7 separate regions of the Mus musculus genome follow, and all the other regions are linked to region 7. A link is a contact called in public Hi-C, promoter capture Hi-C and targeted proximity ligation data. All regions are on one chromosome and are shown on one strand. The core of a region is the stretch at or near the end of the contact, and the rest is flanking DNA. Distances in the headings are between cores, read along the strand shown. Region 1 overlaps Glis3 (GLIS family zinc finger 3). Region 2 overlaps Glis3 (GLIS family zinc finger 3). Region 3 has its middle 160 kb from the start of Gm35866. Region 4 overlaps Glis3 (GLIS family zinc finger 3). Region 5 has its middle 160 kb from the start of Rfx3. Region 6 has its middle 140 kb from the start of Gm35866. Region 7 holds the start of D930032P07Rik (RIKEN cDNA D930032P07 gene).

What was found. Promoter capture Hi-C pulls out the DNA fragments that hold promoters and counts their contacts. A called contact is a pair of places that touch in the nucleus more often than the background predicts.
Region 1: a contact with region 7 is called in a promoter capture Hi-C map of cranial neural crest, with 3 times the contacts expected there. A contact is called at or near these places in 6 of 39 promoter capture datasets (cranial neural crest, frontonasal cranial neural crest, maxillary cranial neural crest and 3 more), 3 of 130 datasets of targeted methods (embryonic midbrain, kidney and pancreatic cancer cells) and 1 of 9 other capture datasets (embryonic stem cells).
Region 2: a contact with region 7 is called in a targeted proximity ligation map of craniofacial prominence, with 6 times the contacts expected there. A contact is called at or near these places in 9 of 39 promoter capture datasets (the 3T3-L1 cell line, 3T3-L1-derived adipocytes, cranial neural crest and 5 more), 1 of 130 datasets of targeted methods (craniofacial prominence) and 1 of 9 other capture datasets (embryonic stem cells).
Region 3: a contact with region 7 is called in a Hi-C map of muscle stem cells, with 4 times the contacts expected there. A contact is called at or near these places in 2 of 484 Hi-C or Micro-C datasets (muscle stem cells and nephron progenitors) and 4 of 130 datasets of targeted methods (embryonic forebrain, embryonic hindbrain, embryonic midbrain and 1 more).
Region 4: a Hi-C map of muscle stem cells shows a contact between it and region 7, with 2.8 times the contacts expected there. A contact is called at or near these places in 6 of 39 promoter capture datasets (the 3T3-L1 cell line, 3T3-L1-derived adipocytes, cranial neural crest and 3 more), 3 of 484 Hi-C or Micro-C datasets (adipose-derived mesenchymal stem cells, muscle stem cells and pancreatic cancer cells), 6 of 130 datasets of targeted methods (the NIH/3T3 cell line, bone marrow-derived macrophages, embryonic fibroblasts and 2 more) and 1 of 9 other capture datasets (pancreatic islet).
Region 5: a promoter capture Hi-C map of hippocampal neurons shows a contact between it and region 7, with 11 times the contacts expected there. A contact is called at or near these places in 17 of 39 promoter capture datasets (the 3T3-L1 cell line, 3T3-L1-derived adipocytes, cancer-associated fibroblasts and 10 more), 8 of 484 Hi-C or Micro-C datasets (the AML12 cell line, embryonic fibroblasts, embryonic stem cells and 4 more), 20 of 130 datasets of targeted methods (the NIH/3T3 cell line, bone marrow-derived macrophages, embryonic basal ganglia and 13 more) and 2 of 9 other capture datasets (embryonic stem cells and pancreatic islet).
Region 6: a promoter capture Hi-C map of the 3T3-L1 cell line shows a contact between it and region 7, with 6 times the contacts expected there. A contact is called at or near these places in 5 of 39 promoter capture datasets (the 3T3-L1 cell line, frontonasal cranial neural crest, hippocampal neurons and 2 more), 1 of 484 Hi-C or Micro-C datasets (nephron progenitors), 4 of 130 datasets of targeted methods (the NIH/3T3 cell line, embryonic midbrain, forebrain and 1 more) and 1 of 9 other capture datasets (embryonic stem cells).

Annotation. Positions count from the first base shown.
Region 1 is chr19:28,350,281-28,353,217 of GRCm38.p6, forward strand. All of the region lies in intron 6 of Glis3 (GLIS family zinc finger 3), which reads right to left. Among named protein-coding and RNA genes, the nearest start is that of Gm35866, 13 kb to the right of the region's middle.
Region 2 is chr19:28,257,594-28,260,761 of GRCm38.p6, forward strand. It overlaps Glis3 (GLIS family zinc finger 3), which reads right to left. Exons shown (of 11, transcript NM_175459.6): 11 at 1,258-3,168. Among named protein-coding and RNA genes, the nearest start is that of Gm35866, 110 kb to the right of the region's middle.
Region 3 is chr19:28,202,343-28,205,415 of GRCm38.p6, forward strand. No RefSeq gene overlaps it. Among named protein-coding and RNA genes, the nearest start is that of Gm35866, 160 kb to the right of the region's middle.
Region 4 is chr19:28,282,939-28,285,925 of GRCm38.p6, forward strand. It overlaps Glis3 (GLIS family zinc finger 3), which reads right to left. Exons shown (of 11, transcript NM_175459.6): 9 at 714-889. Among named protein-coding and RNA genes, the nearest start is that of Gm35866, 80 kb to the right of the region's middle.
Region 5 is chr19:28,170,336-28,173,233 of GRCm38.p6, forward strand. No RefSeq gene overlaps it. Among named protein-coding and RNA genes, the nearest start is that of Rfx3, 160 kb to the left of the region's middle.
Region 6 is chr19:28,226,300-28,229,552 of GRCm38.p6, forward strand. No RefSeq gene overlaps it. Among named protein-coding and RNA genes, the nearest start is that of Gm35866, 140 kb to the right of the region's middle.
Region 7 is chr19:28,676,793-28,680,081 of GRCm38.p6, forward strand. It overlaps D930032P07Rik (RIKEN cDNA D930032P07 gene), which reads left to right and starts at 1,432. Exons shown (of 5, transcript NR_045330.1): 1 at 1,432-1,513. It overlaps Glis3 (GLIS family zinc finger 3), which reads right to left and starts at 3,285. Exons shown (of 11, transcript NM_175459.6): 1 at 2,804-3,285.

The sequences.
Region 1 (2,937 bases), core at 356-2,855, 330 kb before region 7:
CCTGCCAAAGACCCCACCCCACAGACTAAGACCCCACCCCACAGATCAAAGCAGAAAACAAAGGATGGGGGAAAAAAGCTTCATTACCATTATGCTCCAAACTCCAATTTACAGGGAAGTATTATTTCCATCTATCTTCTCATGGTTCCAAGAACTACACAATGCAAAGTAAGCCATGGGCTCCCCCGTGACATTTATAGTTCGGGGAGATTCTGGAGAAAGATGGCGGCTTTTAACAGTCTAAAGAATTACCCATCTCACTTGAAGAAAACTGCATTAAGTAAACTGCCTGTGCACAGCCAGAATACAGACAGAACTCACTCTAAGTACGAAATATAAACGTAGGTAACTGCAATCGCTGGTGTTGAGGTCATGAAAGTGAACATCACTGACGTTCAGCCAATCAAAGGTCAATGTCTAACAAACATTAATAATTCGTAAAGTTTAGAATCTTTAAGCAAGTGCGGGTTGGATGAAGATTCACGTCACCTCTAACTCTCAGGCATTGCTTGTATTCATTTTTCTTTTAAAGTCCATTTTGACAACAGGCTAGGGTTGAAGAAAACCATGTTCCTGGTACTTCCAGGGTGAAAATGAAAAATTCTGATAAAACTCACAGCCTTGAGAAGAATTTCAAGTGGCTCATCTGCCCTAGTCTTCTCGTATTTCACTCGCGCATCGGGAAGAATTGAAGGACAGATTCTGTACCTTTTGCTCTGGAGGCTAAATTCTATTCCCAATGAATACCTTTTCTGGTGGCTTGAATGCTTGCCTACTCATTTTATCGGTGCGCCCCTGTTTCAAAGCATTCAAGAACTGCAGCGTACATCAGATGAACAAGTCTGGGTGCCTGCTGGCTGGTGAGATGTGGTGTATGTGTGTGTATGCTTGCTTGCTTTTTGCAAACAAGAGAAACTACTCTCTGTATGCAATAAGCCAAACTGTCTCTGCTCCCCTGGTCTTTTCCTTCTTCTTTCTTAAAACATCTTGAGAAATGTTTGGCTAAGATTCCAGGTCCATCTTATTTTCTGGTGGAACGGGTCACGTGCCAGGAAGGACCATATGCCTGTGGTCAGGGTACCACTCAGGAGCAACCTGCTTCTCCTTATATACATTATCTTACGGGTGTTTGTTACTGAACCCAATTTCCGAGCTGGGCCTCATAAAACTGGCTAAGACCAAAATAATGTCATTTAGCATCTAGGGGGAGGTTAAAGACAGGATTAGAGAGAGGCGGGCAGGCAGGGTATATTAAGCAAGTCCATGACTAACAGGGTGTGACAGCATAGAGTTTTATTCTTTTCAGCAAAACAATTCCCTATGGCTGGGACCATTACTCCACTGTGCCTTTATCACCTTGGAATTTTTATGGTTATTTTTGATGAATTCACATTTCTGTAAAGCCCTTTTTGAAATCATGCCAGTTTTCCAATTTTTAATTAAAGTCGTAAATAATCTTAATTCTGCCTTAAAAGGTTTATTGTTTCTTTTTTTTTTCTAAGTATTGATGCCAGGAAATACTTCAAATACCAAGTTCTGACATGAGTGAGCAATTAGGAGCTCTCTAAGGTCTAGTGACAACATTGTACCGTGTAAATGTATCGCACTGGGATATCGGCATTCGATTTAACAGCACGGAAGGGCTGATTTGGGGGTTTATCAGCAGCTGCCTCTCTTGGGAGTGACACAGCCTCTTTTTGTTAGATGAAGCAACATCATGTTAATTTCATGAATTACCTATCACAGACTTAGAAGGGGTTTTTGAAAAGTAAACACTGTACATTTGTTACTGAGGGCTGAGCCAAACGGTTAGAGGAAGTCAACCGAGTCCGATTTGCACAAAATAGAGCAGACCCCAAAGCAAAGCCATTAGAGAGGGAATACTCCCCTGCCCTGAAGTCCGAACTAAGGAAGGGCTGCGGTGTCTGACATGAGGACATCAGACTGCTCACAGGCCGCTGTTCTTCCCTGGACTGCCTACTCAGGCTGCAGGAGAACTATAAATACAGCCATACCTTACAGTCTCAATGCTTTCCTTTTTTGATTAGTGCTTCAATAAATATGCCTATAATCAAACCGACTCTCTCTTTATAGGAGGCTAACACACACCTTTATTCCACAGAGAAAGTATTTAACAATCTCTAGACAGCCTGTGTGCCTCCACACCTGTGAGCATCAGTACTGTTGTCTCTATAGGTGGTTAATACTCTTCCATGCTTGACAGTGGCTCGGTGAACCTTCAAGTGGCTCATCTTACTGATGATAAGCTTGGTGTTATTAGTAAAAGCCCACTTTATTAGAGACAACTTGGAGGTAGCAAATGGTCAGATTTAGAATGAAAGCCCTCTTTTGCTAAATAAATAATTTATTCCTTTGAGTTTTGTAAGCTACAGACAATGACAAAGCCAATAGACAACAACTCTGCTCAAGGATCCAATTGTGACAATGTGTTATTTTACGAGGAGGCATTGTTTATTCAGTTTTATTTACACTAAATAAAATTCCTCTGCCTTTCTAACATCAGATCATACCTAGCCCATGCCAAATGGTTCTGGGTAACAATATATTTTATGAAGAGATAAATTAAATCTATTTCTAGAGGGAAAGTATTTTAACTACTAATTTATAAGACTGGCTTTGTAAGTAGTTAAGTGTAACTGTCAAGTCCTTGCAGCAGAGTGGTTTGCTTTCTCAAAAGGAAGGCTTGGTTTAAGAACTTTCTGTCTATAAGCCCTCCACTGGCACTCAAGTTAGTATCTCCAAATAGAAAAACTTCAATGTAGGTATGTAGGTGTACACACACACACACACACAGAATTTCCTAACACCAATGTCAAATGCCAAAAAAACTATGAAAGAAAATGCACAATTTTGACAAAAAGACACAATGACCCAAATACCCTTGTACTAAAAACACCAAGTTAATGCAACTCACTT
Region 2 (3,168 bases), core at 633-3,132, 420 kb before region 7:
GTTTTGTTTGCTTTAAAGTGGCTATTATAATAAAGCCATCCTGAGCAAGCAGACATTTTGGTGTTTTTCATAATCAAGTTTGGGAGGCTTGTGTGTGTGGCTTTGGTCCTGTCCCCACCCTTTTAGAGTGTCATTCATTACGTCATTCAGGCAAGGCTCACTGGTTCATTTCGCCATCAGCAGGTAATTTGGTCAATTCTAGTTTGGGACAAATATGAATAATACTGTTATGGACATATCCTTGACTTCAGACTTTTGGCAGAGGAATGGCATTGCTGGGACACGGGATCTACATGTCACCATCTAGCTCTCCTACTGCCACACTGTTCTCTTGGGGGATGGAACAAGTGCCATCCACAGCAGCTGGTGTTTAGGGAAACTGAGGAGTTCCTTCATCCTGTCACATGCTTGTCCTCTGAACTCAAGGAACCCAACAAGGTACCCAGCCATTGTGTGGCTTTCCTTAAAGTCATCTTAAGCCATAAAAAGGTGGCAAGCGAGTCAGCTCTGTACAAATGCTTTTCGGAAAGAACATTTCCTTTTGATTTTAAGACAGGATGTAACTATGCAGCCCAGGTTGGCCCCAACTCACAAGCATAACTTTTCTTCCTGAGTGTTTCTTTGGACTGCAGACAGGTGCCAGCCCTCTCTGCCGATAGGGTGAATCTTATTAAGTTCCTGTGCTTGGCTAATAGGCTGGTGGGTGTCAGACTACATTGACCACCATCCCTGATGCAATGGGTATTGATCAGTAGTTCTCAACCTTCTTAAAGCCACGACCCTCTAATACAGTTCATGTTGTAGTGACCCACCAGCCATAAAGGTATTTCATTGCTACTTCATAACTGTAATTTTGCTGCTGTTATGAATCATAAATATCTGATATGCAGGATATCACCCCAGAGGATGAGAGTTACTAGTATAGAGGAGGCACAGTAGAGGAAGGTTCTGGGTAGCCTCCTGAGAGCAGGACACCAGGGCAGCAACCATTGTCCCCACAGGGCACCAGGGATTCTGCCCCTGATCCTTGCTTGGTACTGTGTCTTTCCCCAAAGGGTTTTATGAAAATGGAGTGAAAACCCACCGCTCCCACCACCAGCACGCTGAAAGCCCTGCACCTGGGGCAGCAAGCTCGAGGCATTGCTGAGGCATGATGTAGCACTCCCCTAAAAAAAAAAAAAAAGCACAAATAACCCCCTGCCCCCAGCCCTCAAACACATTTATCCAGTTTGTGAAGTGGATTAATAGAATAACCAATAAAACATGTATAAAAGCTTTAATTAAATGTGATGAAATAAAACTTCATGTTTTATTTATGGACACTCCCAACATGTAAAGGATTCAGGGAGACATTCATTTTTACTGCCATTTCGTCCTCATATCTATAATTAAATCCAGGCTTCAGTTCTGGCCCAAAGCGATGCAGCATTTTAAAGCTGGCCTTGGACACCCCTTCCCCCCCCATCTGCTTTTAATTATAATCACCATCCCCAATACAGAGGAGGCTGGTGACAGAAGAGAACAGAACAATAAGACAAACAAACAAACAACGCCGGTTACCATTGTGTTTTAAGCCGACGCGCTGAAGGAGCGCTTCAGGCGGGAGGGGCAGCCTCGATTTCCAGTTTTATTTTGTGCCAAGTATACAATCCCTTCATTTTACTTTTGACATTAAAAAAAAAAAAAGGACTTCATGAAACAAGACAAAATAACTTATGATTATATGAAACATAACTGTGACAAATCGTAAAACTATACATATTAATAGAAAAAAGTGTACCTAATTCCTTAAAAGATTTACGACAATAAGCACCACATGTGCCCCTACCGTCAAACTGGCCCCATATCCAGTATGATATACGCAGCTCATTTCTCTACATGAGTGGATAGAACAATGTACAAGGGCCTATGTGATTTATGGAAAACAGATTTCCACTCCCCTCCCCCCCCAAAGTGCTTTATGTCAGCAACATTACTGAGGACGCTTCTCTGTCTGTACAAAATAAATCTCTTCATTTGAACACGCGCCATTTTCTCCAATGCGTTTGGTTTTCTCTGTCTCTGTTATTTTATCCATGGCAATAACAACATTGATCTAAACAGTCAAATCAAATCAAACACCAAGTAATACAACTGAGCACTGTCAATACTTCCAGGCAATAGGGGATGGGAAGGGGGTATGAGCTCTGGGACAGGGAGACAGCTTAGCCCTGTTCTAAGCTCGCATTAGTGAGCTAGTACATTTGGCAGATGATCACTTGAGGACACTGGACGTAACCAACACTCTTGTCCGGAGACTTTCTGCTGAGGTCTACCAAATACCTTGTTTTCCACTTAAGAATCACCTGGGTCACGTGGTGGAGACCTGTGTAAGGGACCATATCTCACAGGCCCAGGGAATATTTAAATGGCATTTGTGTGCCCATCAGAGAGTAAATTACAAGTGACGCTTTGAAGTAGTTCCTTTAGGGAGTTATGACAATGGATGAAGGCTATGTCTCTATTCATAATGACCTTTTTATTTTTATGGACTAAAATAATTGTCTTTGGGTTGTGTGTTTTCAGGAGCACTAATCTTTATTGTTTTGAAATTGGAATGACAATTTCCATTTGGATGTTTATGAAAATGGCTACCCATCAGGGCTAAAAGGGTCTAGGAATGGAAGGGAATAATTATGTTTTCAAGCTCTGCTTTCATTGTTTCAAAATACAGATGGAACTGTGAAGGCCAAAGCAAGCCAAGAACACATTCATGCTGAGGAGAAATTCTGGAACCTAACACTCTGAAGGAGCCAGTATGTGTCATGACTCTAGGCCCTGTCCCCAGACCAGTGGCTATTGGGACTATTCTGGAGGGCCTTTGAGGGGCTACATGGGACCTAGCTCTGCTCATGCCTTCTGATAGCAAGAACGTCTCTCTGGGGTAGGTCTGACCTAGTAAGAAGGCCCTGATGACACAGGTTCTCCATGGATCCCTCCTACTTAGGTGACCCAGAAAAGCAGTGTCACATGGAAAGCCACCATGAGTCCAAAGCCTGGCTCCCAGGCCTCATGCCTCCACTACAGGGAGAGATGCCATGCATGGTCTGTACTTCCGTTCCTTGCTATGATTTCTCTTTCCTTAACACATCCATACGGCAGAGTAGAAACGATTGGTTGTAAGACCAC
Region 3 (3,073 bases), core at 324-2,823, 470 kb before region 7:
CTCTCTCTCTCTCTCTCTCTCTCTCTCTGTGTGTGTGTGTGTGTGTGTGTATGTGTGTGTATGTGTGTGTGTGTGTGTATGTGTGTGTATGTGTGTGTGTGTGTGTATGTGTGTGTATTCAACTGTGTGATAAAATGCTGCAGAAAGGTTACTTGGCAAATTTAACACCAACAGAATATTGCAAAGACTCAGGAGTTAAATCGGTTAGTGTTTTTAAAAAGGCATTTAAGACAAATATGAAACATGTGCTTGCTCATTTGCTATTGGTAGTGGGATACCTCCTTCAGGTTGAGCTTGATGCCCACAAGATCAATTTCAGCAGCTCAACCTCACAGACAAGGTCATAGACGTGGACTCCACCCACAAATAGTTTGCAGCAGTGTGTGTCAACCTATAAAAATGGTCATCATTAGAAACCTCATTTTCAATCTAGAGAAAGTTAGGTAAGTCCTAATATATGTTTAAAAAACCCCAATAATCACTAAATACCATATTTCCTAGAATGAACAATGTTTCATGGAGGGTGTGAGCACAATCTTGGTCATCATGTGGTAGTCACCTCAAAATCCCCTGACAGGTTTTACCCAGCTCATTGTTCTCCACCCACCCAGTTCTAACATGAAATGCCTTGAGATTCTCACATTACTGGCTCTCTTTAGGGTAGGTGCAATAGGATCCGAGTCCCATTGTCAAACACACCACACACAGGTCCTCCAGATGAGTAGTGTAAGTGCACACTACTATATGGTTTTATTTATCAATTCAGCTACATGACTTGCTCACTGAGAAAACAAGTGCAGCCAGCCCTCTATATCTTCAATTCCAGATCTGCAAATTCAGCCCACTGTGGATAGAATTACTGGTTTGTTTGTTTTTTATATTTGCATCTGCACTGAAGTGTACAAACTTGTCATCATTTCCAATATTATAGCATGAGAACTCTTCCTATAGCATTGACATTGGAAGAGACATTCAAGAAATGTAGAGGTAATAGAAAGCATACAGGAGGATGTGTATAGGTTGCATGCAAATACCATACCCCCTCACATAAGGGATGAGAACACCCTGGTATCTTGTTACCCTAAGCCAAATCTCCCATGAACATCTAGGGATGACAATTTTTCTGACAGCTAACTCAGTACCAATCTCAATTCTTAGTGCCTTCACCCATTGCAAGAAAAACTCAATGACATAGTTTTACTAGGGATGAACAATGAGTAAAGAGAGCACACAAAAGATTCAGAGCTAGAGACCTTATCAGAGAAGATGCGACAGAGCATTGTGTATGTGCCTGGCTAGTCTCATTAGGAAGTGAAGGGAGACAGCTGTGGGACTGGGGCAGAGACAAATATGAGCTCATTTTGGTTTGGCAAAGAGTTATGTCTGGTGAGATTATTTAAATCGTAATGATACAATTATGTGAGCATTTATTATGTGCCTGATAGATGTTACCATAGTAGAGATTTCTTTTATCACTGGATTTTCCCTTGTGTGATGGGTATTGTAACAACTCATTCTTTCAATGGGAAATTAGAGTCTTAGACAGGATGTGATTCACCGTAGTCTAGGAGGCTGATAGATGGCAGTGTTGGGAATAGAATACGACTCTGCCTTTAGAGGCTGGGCTCTCTTCAATCTACAGCTCCATCCTCACAATAGCATGAGAAACAGATTAGTTAATTAAAATATGTCTTTACCTAAATGTTAGCCATCTAAAAAAAATGCTTACATGATAGTGAGAACATACTGGGATGGGGGGAGTCTCTCCTAGTGGCACCCTCATGAGTTTTGTTTTCTGAAGAAAACTAAGGAGACACACTAACTGGTTACTCAACACATGTTTGGGGAATGAATAGCTCTGTAATTAAGTAGTTGGAAGTCATGCAACTTTATAACACGTAAAACACAAGAAGATGTCTCAATTCCTTTCCGAGAGTCATTTCCCATTAAATTCTAATTTTCCACTTGATGAGCTGCAGACCCTCCCAATATCAACAGAGATTAGGCAGCATGTCTGTGCCAGGCTAAGCTTTTCCTTTGCTCGCTGTTGAGCAGCAAACTATAACACATTGCAGATGAACCGACTACCTAAATGAGTTAACTTCGCTAGGTGACCTTCTGGCTTCCATGGCTTGCCACATTCTCTGGAAATTTAAAACAGGGCAGAGCAGATGACCCACACATTTCAGGAAGTCCTTTCCCCTTTCTTGGAACAACTCAATAGGGTTAGTTCTCATGGATGGCCCGATCTTCTTCATGACACATGGTCAGGCCAGGAGCCATGAAGAATTGGTAGGTCTATAGGCAAGTGTTTGTGCTGCCCTCCAGGAAACCAAAATTCACAAGGACCCCTCCCCCAACCCACATATAGCAGGAACAGAAAAAAAAAATAAAAAAGATGTCTAGACTGGTTGCTCCTGCAGATGTGGCTGTTCCTAACGCCTCTGTTTGTTTCCAGGATATGTCTGATGTAACTCAGGATTAAATGTCAATCCAGTGAAAAAGCAACAGGATACAGGAAGGGAGGGAAGGAGGGAGAGAGGGTGGGACAGAAACACAGAGGAAAACAGTAAAAGCGTTCCCAAACAAAAGCTAACTAAGTCCCATATCTCGCTTACTTTTCTATTGCTGTGAAGAAACTCAGCAATAGGGTAGAGTTCATGACCATCATGGCAGGGAACATGGCAGGAGGCAGGCAGGTACAGCACTGGAGCAGTAACTGAGAGCTTAGCTCTGTCCTACAGGCGGCAGGCAGAGAAAAGGAGAAATTGGTTTGCTTTTATAACTTTAGAATCTCAACCCCATCCCTGCTCTGTGAAGTGACACACATCCTCCCACAAGGCCACACCTCCTAATCCTTCTCAAACAGGCCCACCAACTGCTAACCAAGCATTTAAATATATGAGCCATTGGAGGCCATTCTTACTCAAACCATCACATTCCATTCCCTGGCCCCCATAGGTCCATGGTCATATCTTAATGAAAAGTGCAAAAAATGTATTTAGTTTAACTTCAAAAGTCCAAAAGTCTTCTGAGACTCAAGGCAATCTTTCTGCCTCACGTATGTGGATAA
Region 4 (2,987 bases), core at 258-2,757, 390 kb before region 7:
ATTAGTGAAAAGAGACAGAGGCAGACTCAGTCCTCAAGTATGGTCCTTGCTGAACACAAGCCTGGCCCAGAACGTAAGCCACTGTGGTCGCTCTTTTCCTCATGTTCTTTCCTTTCTGTATGAATATGCATAGTCATTCTGAGACATGAAGAAATGTGTCGAGTTCCCTAAAAGATATGATGACGGGTCAGACAACTCTGGCCTCAGAAGCAAGACTGTACTAGTAAAGATGATATGTTTTACTCAAATGAGCTACAAGATGGAGAGAATGAAAGAAAGTTCTAGCAAAGAAATAAAACCAAGATGGGATATATAGATGGGACACATGAAGTTTGGGGGAGACCAGGGAGGTGTCACACAGGGGAACCAGGGAAGGCTTTGGCTTGGCTCATGGGAAGGAGCCAGCCAACATGGACAGTGATGTTCCCGGGGCTTCCTTCTGCACAGTCTCCTGATCACTCAGGAGCAGGGTGCTATTGCTAGAGACTTCTCTTGAAGTGTCACAACACTGGGAACACCAATGATTTCCTTGGGCTGGCAACTATAGGTCAGGTCATCTGAGGAAAATACTAAAGCATTTCATGCTGTCTACATCATAAGTTTGATTTAAAACAGAACATCTGAGACCCACATCTGGTCCTTAGGCCACCTGGCTAAAGGCAACAGCAAAACACTGCCTTTCTAAACTCCAAGGACCACCAGCTCCTGCTTACCGTGGACATGGATACCATTTGGCTGAAAAGAAGAGTTGGTTTCTGGCTGGTAGGGCTTCAGGAGTGAGCCTGGTGGCTGCTGGGAGTGGGGAGCCTGTGCTCTCTGGAGCAGTGACGGAGGAGCTGGAACTCTTCCCGGGCTGATGTGGTGAGGAGATGGAGTCGGAGGTGCAAACCTGGGAAAACGATGACAACAGGCAGCATGACCAACTCTTCAAAGCCTTCTAAGTCCCCGTTCTGGCCCTATACAACTATGACACTATGCTCTTTCAAAACCCTTCATAACCCTCCCCTCTCCTGTCCAACCACTGAGTGCTTCTCTGACACATGGGGGGTGGGGTGAGGAGGGGAAAGACACCAACAAAGCAAACCTTAGTCACAGTTTGGGTTTGTCAAGCTTCTTAAACTGCATTTCAAATCCTCTGGGTTTTATGAAATTCAAAGCACATCTTTTGCCAGGCCCTTTTCCTGCTAATTTTAAAACCCGTTCACATTTTAGGGGAAATTCGATTCATATGTTTCTGACTCATTTACACTTAGCTCATAAACATTTTGTTTTGTAAGGCACATCTGAGGTCCAAGAAGTGTTACGGGTCCTTTATTATGACCCCCCTCTAACCAGAGTCTCCTTAAACAATACATTCTGTCTTGCCAAGAGTAAAATAACTCAAACCCCAAAGGTCAAATGTGCCTTGAAACACAGAACCTGAGAGGTCGGCTTGGGTTCTGTGCTGGGCAAAGAGCATTCCTGATGGCGTAGAGGGAATGCACTGTGGCATTTTTGTAGTAATGTGTAACAATCCCAAGATTGTTGGGTCTTTGGTTTTTTTTGTTGAACACAACGCCTTGCATACACTAGGCAAGCACTCCACTATTGAGTGCTATCCCCAGCCGCAACCTCAGAGTACTGGTTTTTGAAAGGAGATATACTGGTATTTAAACAAAGAGAAATCACCAAGGAACCCTGGGCAACTGTATATTCATTTTCTTGTTGTGAGGGAAGACTAGCAGGTTCTGAGTCATGAGATTTAGAATGGCATTTACTGTCTAACACTGGTGAAGGACAGTAGACTTGAGAGAACAAACAGCCTTGCAGGTGGGGATGTCCATACAGAAACAAACAGGATGTTTAATTTGTTGGTTCAGCGTGGGACAGTGATACCCACGGTAGAGAAAGAAGGGAGGGTCTTTCAATACCTTGAGAATAAACAGCAAAGTAATTCTGCATAAAAGCATACTAGCAATGAAGTATGCAACCTCTCTGAAGTTCATCAACATGAACACATTTAGTTAGTTCCTGTTTATCCCGTGCAGAAGGAAAGCTTCATTTTGTACTAGGTTATCAACGGTGGCATAACTTATTTTATAGGGACAACTGACTCCACAAGGCTGGTCTCTCGTGTAAGGACACAGCTGAGAAAAGGGGAAGGTGCATTGGACACATTTACAAAGTTAATTCTAAAGGCCCTGAAGCAATGTATCTTATAAAGAAGAGCTTCAACATTTATGTTAAGGGAGTACGAGAGGATGGGAGAAAATGCCATGTTCACTTTGCATTTCACTTGTGAAGTATAAGGAGCTGCACGGGAACTAAGAGGAAGATGGGGACTCAAAGCCAACAGGTCAGAGTATCTCAGCAAACCTGATGTGATTGGATGCTATCGACTGGCCACTTAGATTTTTATTCTATGGAACTTCGGAGGGCAGCAGCTGCGTGTCCTGTGCTGGTTAAATACGCACTTTTCTAAGCACATCCTCTGAACTGGGATTATCCTGAAAGGCGATGCTGAGTGGCCCACAGAGAAAGCACAGCAAACAAATCCTGGCACTTCCCTGAGAACATCTAGTAAAACACATGAGCCAGGATTCCCCATATGGAGGCGATTTTCTGGGGGACATGTCCTTATTGTGTCTCCACAGTAGCTCTGAGCTTGTGGGAGAGGAATGAGAAATTGTGAAGTCATCGAGTTGGGAGAGATGGGAGTCCACACTGGCACCCAACCCTAGAAGGCTCTGTCCTTATGGTCCTCCAGGTTGGAGGGAGAAGGGATTTGAACAGCAAGGTGACCTACATCATTATCCCACAATCACACTGATATTTTGGGAGACAAAGTAATTAAGACCCTCTGGCTCTCTTGTTTCACTTCAAGAAGACACAACGAGCTAGTAGGTCCTCTGGTCTTTCCTTCTGGTACTTCTACTATCTTCAACAAAATGATGGGGGCAGGGCAGGGCAGACAAGTTGGGACTATCTAGGGACCCCAGTACAATCTG
Region 5 (2,898 bases), core at 311-2,810, 510 kb before region 7:
AGATCAGTGATAATCCAGATTCAACCTTCAGATCAGCAAAATCAGAATCAGTTGGGACCCTGGGCCAATGAGGTTGCTCAGTTGGTAAAAACACTTGCTGCCAAGCGATGACCTGAGTTCAATCCCCAGGACCTACATGACAGAAAGCTTGAATTGCCTGTTGTAGGTTGTCCTTGGACAGCCACACAGAAGCTGTGGTAGGCATGTGCACACATACGAATCGACAGAAACCTGGCTCTCAGGTCTCTTTCAGGTGATTCTGAAGAGCAGAAAACTTTGTAAACCGTGGCTGACTTAGTCTGTGAAGAAACTGATTTTCTCGGGAAGCAGAAAGGCAGGATGTGTCGGGGTACAACAGGAATGACCTCATCCAGTTTCTCCTCTAATGGCCTCCTTACTTCTGTCCATTTGAACAGGTTACCTTTGCTAAAGCTGCCTTGCCACGTGGCCATATCCGCCAGAGACAGAAAATGGCCTGTCTGTTCTTTCCCGGTAGCCTTGCCAAAAGCTTCACCCATGTTTCAACTTTCAAAATGCTGTTACCCGACCAGCTCTTCAGTCAGTTACTGAAACAGAGTGGGACCAGTGTGGCTGGCTGAAACTCTTGAAAACACAGCAGTTTCTCTGATCAGGCCAAAGATGAAGACTGCTGAATCCAGGAAGGTCTAAGGAGGGAAAACTGCAGAGCAAGGAGGTGTTGCATAGAAACAGACAGGGCATAGTCACCAGCAAACATGTTGGTCGACACTACAGTGAATCCTTCTACTCCATGAGGACACCATCTTGGACCACGAAGACTTGATTTCATAAACCGATCATTGTAGATGATTAGCCTTGGGAAGCTTCAGGTCAGTGTCAACAACCAAGAACCGCAACATTTTCCCATTTTGATGACTATGATCTAACATTTCAAAGAAGCTGAGGGTAATAATATATTAAAGAGGCATTCAGCTGCATTCAGCCAGAGATCTGTTGCATCTATTTTAGTTAAATGTTCTAGATTTTTACACCAGAGCTCTGGAGTAATTATAATTAAAAGGACACAAAACTGGGAGTAAAATATGTATTTCCCTTCTACAAGTCTTTGTGCTTCTTCAAATGGAAGGTGTTTCTTAAGAAAGTAAATTCTCTTCGTTGCTATCTTTGCTATAGCAAAAAAACAAACCAAACAAACAAGCAAAAAAAAACCAAACCAAACCAACAACAACAACAACAAACCACCTTGAATTTTAAATAATGACTTTTTAAAAGAGAGGAACTCTGAAGTGATGGACAAATTGCTTTGATCAGTGCTTTGCCGATCAGTGCCCACAGTTGGTTGGAGACAGGTAGGGATACATCAAACACTTAATTTTTGCTTGACTAGCACACGAAGCTATTAGCCGGGAAGATTCGTAATTACCGAATCCTCTACTCAATCAGACATGAATGCCACACAGCTCTGCAACTGTTTAGCTGGAATATGGAACTGATCTCATCAGATGGAGGAAACTGTAGCTCAGATCCATAACAGACGAGAAAATATTCACACGGCCTGCGTTTCATTGTGGGTCTGTGCTCCAGCCTTCTCCAGCTCTCTCGCTGCTTGAGTCTTTCAATTAACTGCTTGCCTCATTTATATTCTACATCTGATCAAACACCAAAAAAATGTGGATTAGTCACATTCCTACATAAATTTGAACATTATGTAACAAGTGTCCCAGCAGTTTAAGAACAACTCTCGATGTGGTATTTTGGAAAGAGCCCTGGGCTGGAACACTGAAGCTCACACTGGCTCCGTCAACTCCACCTCAAGTCTGCCTGGGAATTTGTGCTGATCCATTCCCTTTACACACCTGGACCCTAGATTTCTGGGGCAAATGTAGGGGGCTGGCGTTCGTTGTTTTTGGACTCCCTATCTGTTCTATTGTCCCAAACATAGGATGATTGGCTTCTGAGGCAGACTGGCATAGTGTGAAAAACCCTTTCCTTCACATCTCAGCTCAGCTACTTATTAACTGTGTGACCTTGGGCAAATTATTGAAAATCTCTGAAAGTGTTTTCTCATGGGTAGAGAAAGATAATATCAACCTCGCTCTCGGTTGTTACAAGCTTGAGAAAATACACCGGGCACATCTAGCAAGGCTGGTGCTATATTAATAGCATAATTGAAAAGAAAAGGAAGAAAGACACCCTCTTTTCTTTTCTAATTTTCTCTAAACATCTTGGAGCAAGAGAGAAAAAAAAGTAAAAAAATAAAAGGCGCTGAGCTGAAGAGATGGCTCGGCCATTAAGAATACTTGTCGCACTTGCAGAAGACCAACTTCAGTGCCCAGCACTTAGGCCATGGTTCACAACCACCTGTAACTCCAGTTTCAGGGATTTCCCCTGCCCTTCTCTAGGACCCATGGGCACCAGGTTTGCACATGGTTCATGTGTATACATGCAGGCAAAGTACTCATACATATAACATTTAAAGACTCTCTAAAAAACTGAAGATAAATAAATAAATGGATGGGTGGATGGATGGTTCTGTCAAAGACTTTTGACTCCACTTTTGGCCCACTCATTCATTAAGCCCTTGCTATTTAGAAATTGGTAAGCTGGGCGTGGTGGCTCATGCCTTTAATCCATGACTCCAAAGTTTCTGCCTCTGAAGATACTGATCTTTCTCTATCTTTAACTTGTGTGTGTGTGTGTGTGTGTTTAATTTTACTTTGACCTTGATCCTTTCTCCAACATACCTAATAAGATCATTTAGTGCCCAGATTACATTCTATTCAAAACAGGTTCTAGAACAGGGCGGCAAATAACAGGTGATCAAAACTAAGTTGCTGACCTCGCAGAAAAGCCAGTCATGACCAGCTCCATCCTCACCCTCAGAAGCCTGTGTTTCTCACAAATGTTTCTATAGTAATA
Region 6 (3,253 bases), core at 217-2,716, 450 kb before region 7:
GCCTATTGCGGCTTCCATTGTAGTCAGTATCATCAGGCACCTGGGTGGATTTAGAGTGCCTGCAATGATGCCAGGGAGTGAACGCAAACTCTGCACTATTTCTCTACAGGGTTTAAACATCTGTAAATTCTGTTATCTGTGTGGGGTTCTAGAGACTGTTCCCTGTGGAGCTGAGACGAATGTGTGTACACTCAGACACCTTCCCTTACCATTTAGTTAAAGCTGGTTGTCTCTGGGAGACGAGAGTAAGGATTTTACTCTTCTATATTGTTTTCAAACTTTAAGTTCTTTACATCAAGCATGGATGTTGTTATAAACAGTACAGCATACAATAAATGAGGTAGCCATTGAGCCAAACTGATCATCTGTGGATCATTCATAATCCATCCATGTAACTTGTTCATAAGCTATCCACTAAGGCAATGGATACTCGAAGGAGTTGGTAGTGGAAGAGATGGGTGTGAGTGTTTGCCATGGCCATGTGGAACCATTAAAGCCACATTTTACCTCTGGGAAAGAGAAGTTGGAAATAAAAACTGTAATCAATAGGAGGGGAAAATGCTCAGTAAGCCTGGGCCAGGAGCAATTACGAACTGAAGGATCACCTTCATGGCAGCTGGAGAGAGGTCACAGAATAGGAGAGCTGCAGGCCACATGAGAGTCAGGAGCAGACAGTCTCTGATGGGGATGGTTAGAAGACCAGAAACAGTCAAGGGCGAGTGAAACCAGTGTCATGGATCAAACAAGCCAGACGTGTTGAGGATCAGACAGCATGAAGACTGGCAAGAGAAGCCTTTGAGGCAAAAATAGGCCAGGTTACAGGTAGCACCAGGCTTTCTTCTCAGGTGCCACAGCTTGCTTGGATAGGCAGTATTTTAAAATGCTTTGTTTGTTTGTTTGTTTGCACTAGTGATTGTTGATGAGCACTCCAGTCTTGGAATTCCATGAGTACAAAGGGATTCTACACACAGAAAGACTTAATGAAAGGTAGGGTGGCCGAGTACTCTTGGATTTGGTGTTTCAGATGGTACCCAACTAACCCTAGATGATTCCAGAGGGGAGCTTCTCCCTAAAGGACAAGCTTGGTTTGGAGAAATGACTTCACCATTGTCCAACCAAGGATCCACTCTGACTTTTGGATAGCCAGTGGGTCAGCAGTGGGAGCTAGGTGTGTGGGATCTATCCTGCACTATTTCTCAAATTCCCAGGCCTTTGTCAGAGAAGAACAAAGACAGTGTGTGTGCAATGTGGCCTTCTAGTTTATGCTGTAAGCTCTGCAATTGTGTTGGAATGGAGACCGTCACATAGGTGACAAAGCTCGTTAGTGAGACAGAATGCCTGACTCAGACCGAACACAGGAAGACAACTGAGGAAGGAGAAGGCGCTGAAGGGTTCGCCACATTGTCATCTTCTCCTTTGTTTAAGAGCATGATGCCTAGGGTTGGCAGCTCGCTCCCCACTCTCTGCCGCACGTCTGGTATCTGTCAAGGCTGTTCGCATGAATAAAGGCTGAAGAGCTGAGACTGCAGAGACAGAGTTCTGAAAAGACTGTTTGAGCCAATTAAGGAGTGCATTTCCACTGGAGTGACCCTCCAGCAGCCATGTGGATTTTCGGCTGTCCCCTTGGTCAGTCCCCAGGCTAAAGACACCACTTTGTTGTGTAGCTTGCAAAACAACATCACATATCCCTCATATGTTGTTTTTTTTCCTCTCCCATTTTGTTTAGCTTTGCTTTCTAATATCAAAGCAACTCTAAGCCACGAGACATAGCTTCTCAGAAGACTTCAGATGAATGCGTTCCAGATGTGCTATTTGTAGTTTGTACCAAATATCACAGTGGTAGAGCAAAGATGTCACCAATCCCTGGAGGCATTATAGCATAACACTAGATCAGAGGCCTGCAGCCTGGGACTGAGTCTTCACTCTACCACTTGAACAAGCTCTTGAATTCCTTTGCAACTCAAGTTTTCTCATCTGTGGACTAGTAATGATCACATTACCCCTGTCAGAAGGATGGGAGAAGGATCAAGCTTATTTACTTACCTGCTTAAAACTAAAAATATGTGCCAACTCATCCCTGACATATAGTAAGTACTTTATACGTAATTATCACTTTTATTCAAGAATTCTATCATCTCCTTTCATAGACCTTCATAGGCCCACGCTGGATGAAGGCATAGTGACCCCTGCCACCATGGCAATATGCTCAGCTTTGTAGATCTAGATGTTTGCTCTCCTTAATGCAAACATGGTTTAGATGACTCAAGGGATTATTCTATACAAAGGGAACACACACTGGCACGGAATGGTTTGTCCCACTATCAATGTGTTCACTTATAGGGCATTTAAAAGAGGGCCACTAGAAATTCATGCTAGAGAATCTGTGTGTCCATCCTCGGTATGGAATGTCACAGGGGAAATCAGGGTCTCACTTCTTCACTCAGAAACCTAAGATGAACACAGCTGTGTCCTCCCACAGTATCAGAATTTATTGAAGGTTAATTGGTGGTGGTGCACGCCTTTCATCTCAGCACTCAGGAGACAGAGGCAGTCAGATCTCTATGAGTTCAAGGCCAGTCTGATCTACAAAGTAAGTTTGCAGATAGCCAAGGTTACACACACAGAAACCCTGTCTCCAAAAACCAAACGCCCAAAATATTGAATAATAATAAATTCACAAAGGTGGTTCCTCTGGTAGCCATTTACCATAAACATTCCCCCTTTTCGTGATAGCTCTGGTAAAGTCAGACACAAGTTGTTTTATTCCATTCTTAATTGCTAATATTAATCTTAATTACTAATATTAACTGAGATCATTCATTACACAGATAGTAACTGTATCTCTCTGTCTCTCTCTCGTGTGTGTGTGTGTGTGTGTGTGTGTGTGTGTGTGCATGTGCATGCTAAAGAATACATAACAAAGGGCTGAGAGGCTACAACAGACTTTAAGGGACCCCAGAGCCTGAGAGCCAAGGAAGCTAATAAAGAGCTGAGTTGCCTCTCTGTGAGGGGAAGGATGGGAAAGCCTCGTAGAGCTGGTGGTGTGTGTGAGAAGCTGCTACAGTTGCCGGCTGAGGTCCTCTTCTGACCCCCTCAAGACCTTGAACATATGTGGCACACAATCATATGCAGACAGACAGACAGACAATAGATACACATACACAGAAAAATACAAATACATCTTTATTAAAAATGAAATAAAAATAAAACTGCCTGTAAAATGGAATCTCTAGGCATAAGACACTGTCTGAAA
Region 7 (3,289 bases), core at 182-2,681:
AAGAAAGGCAGAACTTTTACAAAGCATCACTTCCAGCCATTCAACTGTCCCCAGTCGGGATTTTTTTTTTTTTTTTTTTTGGGTCAGGCAAAAAATCCACCCCACTAGGTATACTCCAGAGTCCATCCAAGGAGAGTCACTTTCCAAACGGGACAACTCCAGGTATCCAAACTCTGCTAACCGGAAGAACTTTGGTAGAATCGCCAATGAAACTGGTGGAAACATTGGATGGACCAACGATGGCGTGAAGAAAAGCCACTCTACCTGAACTGACCTCAAGGGAAGCAAGGAGACAGGGAATCCACCCAGAGCACACAGAAGTAATTACTCACTCTGAAGGAGGCCTGAGTCCTGACAGGAAAGAAAAGACACGAACTAAGTAGCAATAAGAATGGGAAGAAAGCCTCCTTCAGTTCAAGGGGGAGGGGCTGGAGCTCCTCTAAATGAACACTGTAGCAGATCCTAGTAAAGGCCTTAAATGTCAGCAGTTCTCACTAGAGAAGGGGGGGGGGTGCCCTCTCACACAGTTCTCTCTCTATAGATCATTTCCAGGGACAGCCTTCATTGTTTTTCTGCAAACTTTTGCAGGCTGCACCTGCTTTGTGTAGCCTCACAGGAAACCAAAGAGAAAAAGGAGGAGTAAGAATTTTTAAACTAACCCAAATTCATTTTTACAATGAATCAAAATTCCTAACGTAGTCTAAAAATTGAAGTCCAACGGGCACGGAGACATTTAGGGAACCGGGCCTGGCTACTTCCCAATGAAGAAATCGTGACTCATCAAAGCTTCAGAACGGACACAAGAGAGTTTGCATTTGTCTGGAGTTCACCTTCGGGCCAAGAAATGCTCTCCACTGTGAGCCTCAGTGTTTTTTCTAGATGCTTAAGTTTGGCAGGGGTTCTTTCTCTGGGTCCCATAACCCAGAGAACTGGTCCACTGGGGGGAGCTGTATAAACTTCTCTTTCCTCACCAACTCTAGGGCCACCTGAGACCACTACCCCCAATTCAAGAGATGTTGAAGTCCTAAAGCTCTAAGGAATTGGAAAGGTGTCCTCTCCAATTGCAATTGCTGGAGTGCAGTCCCTGCGGGCACTGCTCTGGAGAATTCCGGAAGTGATCCCCTACACTCTATCCCATGGGACCTAGCGGATGTCAAGGAAGACAAGCCAGGAAGGGAGGTACACAGAGCAGAGGAACCAGGAGTGGCTAGGGGTGCGGGGTCAAGATGTGCGGCCCGGGACAGTGGGTGAACACCCCTCCTGGGGTCCTCAGCACCCTCCCACACACGGCACACCCACACACCTTTGCCCCGCGGGGGGTCTTGGGTCCTAGCCTCAGGGATCTCCGGAGGTGAGCGAGGGGCGGGTCCGGAGGTGAAGTGGAGCCTTCCCGGTGCTCTGGGCAACCAGACCGCCCCCGCTCTCCCCCCTCCCCCTCCCGCGGCGCGAGCGAGAGAACGCAACAAAACAAAACAAACTCGTGCCGGCTTCCTGTTGTGCAACCACTTTCTGAGTAAGTAAGGGGCTGAAAGGCCGCCAGTTAGGAAGCCGGGCTGCGGGGGACCCTGCTGGCCAAAGCACCCGGAGCCGCACTGGGGTACATAGGGCCCTGCACTGTGACCCTGTCCGGACCACGGGGCGACTACCCTCCCTGCCCCCACGAGTGTCGTTTTGCTATTGCCTCCCAAACACACTACCAGATCTAAGGGCGCGACCTCGACGAACCTTTTTGCCAAAAAAAGAAAAAAAAAAAGGAAACCTCCAAAAGTTTCCTCCAGGTACCTACTTGAATCATCCATAGTAGGATGACAAATCCGCCCTGGTCAAGGTTTTCAGACACTTGGGTGAGTTTCTCGTCCCCCGGGTGACTTGTCAGCTCTAGTGAGTAACTTGGAACTGTTGCTTGGGGCAAGGTGTGTGTCTAGGAGAGCCAACAGCTCACTCACGCTTTCCAGAAAGTGATCCCGACCGACTTCAAAATAGACACAGGGTCATTTATAGGGACCGGAGCCTTGAAGCGGGACTCGAGACAGACATTTCCCAAACAGTGCTGACATTTTGTCCCCGGCCCATAAAAATGTAAACGCGAGGTGACAAACCCGGCGGGGAGTGCTAGGTGTCTGAATGTGTCTGCGATTTCGTGGCGTGGGAGGTTACAGTTGAAAACTTGGCGGCTGCGGGTCGATGCACCGCTCCTAACTAGTAGCTGTGCCCCCAAACCCGAGGACCTCACTGAACAATGGGGACACCAACTTGGATGAGACGGAGAAGTGAAAAACAGCCTTCGTGGCGCCCCATAAACACGTGGAAGCCGAAAAGACAACTACAACCCCGACTGTGAGCTAAAGACCTCAAAGTCCCATCACTCCCCACTTTGCCAAAGTTTCCCTAAGTAGGACCCCGGTGCTCGCCCTGTATCTGGCCCTGATTGTGTAACCTTCTGGTACCTGTATTTTCAGTTAAAAGGCACGGAGACTCTCCCTCATAAACGAAACTTCCACACCTTGTTGGTTTCCTTTCTGTCTACACCCCGCGCTCTTAGGTAACTGACAGCCAGTTTGATGGCTAAATGAGTATTGCCATCAGCCTCGGTAAGGTGTGCCTAGGTCTCTAGAAGCCCTGTGAGTCTGGGGGAGTTGGTGTGCTCCTGTCCTCAAACCCGTGCGAATGCCACCAAGCCGGCATGCAGAAACTCTTTCTAATCCCGAGTTTGCGTCCCCAGGCTTGACCGCCCCCACACTCTCTAGCGCCTTCTCTCTCTGTCCCTCGCCTGCAGAACAAAGTTCCTATGGCATCCACTTACCAGGTAACCGGATTTCCACAACAAAGCTAGGCGAGCGAGTCCCTTCTCCCGGCCAGCCCGCTCGTGACAACACTAGCGATGCGTGGGTGGAGGCTGAGCCCCCTCAGCGCTCCACGCCGGCTCTGCCTCCTTCGGAAAGGAAAACTCGCATCCAAGCCCGTGGCCGGAGCGCGGAACTACGGCCGGAGGGCCGTGTGTGTGCCCGCGCGAGGCTGCGACGGCGGCGGCCCTGGGAGGAGGAGGCAGGGCAGCGGGCCGACTCTCCGCATCAGCTCCCTGTCCGCGCTACGCACAGGCACACTCCAGTCATGTCTTTACAAAGTTGAGAGGCGACTTCATGCCTGGCCCGGGGTGCTCATCCTCGCTCGGGGCCGAGGGCGACGCCTGGAGGGGCCGGGCTCGGGATGCTGGCTGCCTGAGCTGGGTCGCGGCTAGAGAGCGCCGGTGCGAGCCTGGACCCGGGCCCGCCGCGGCCCCGAGGTGCGC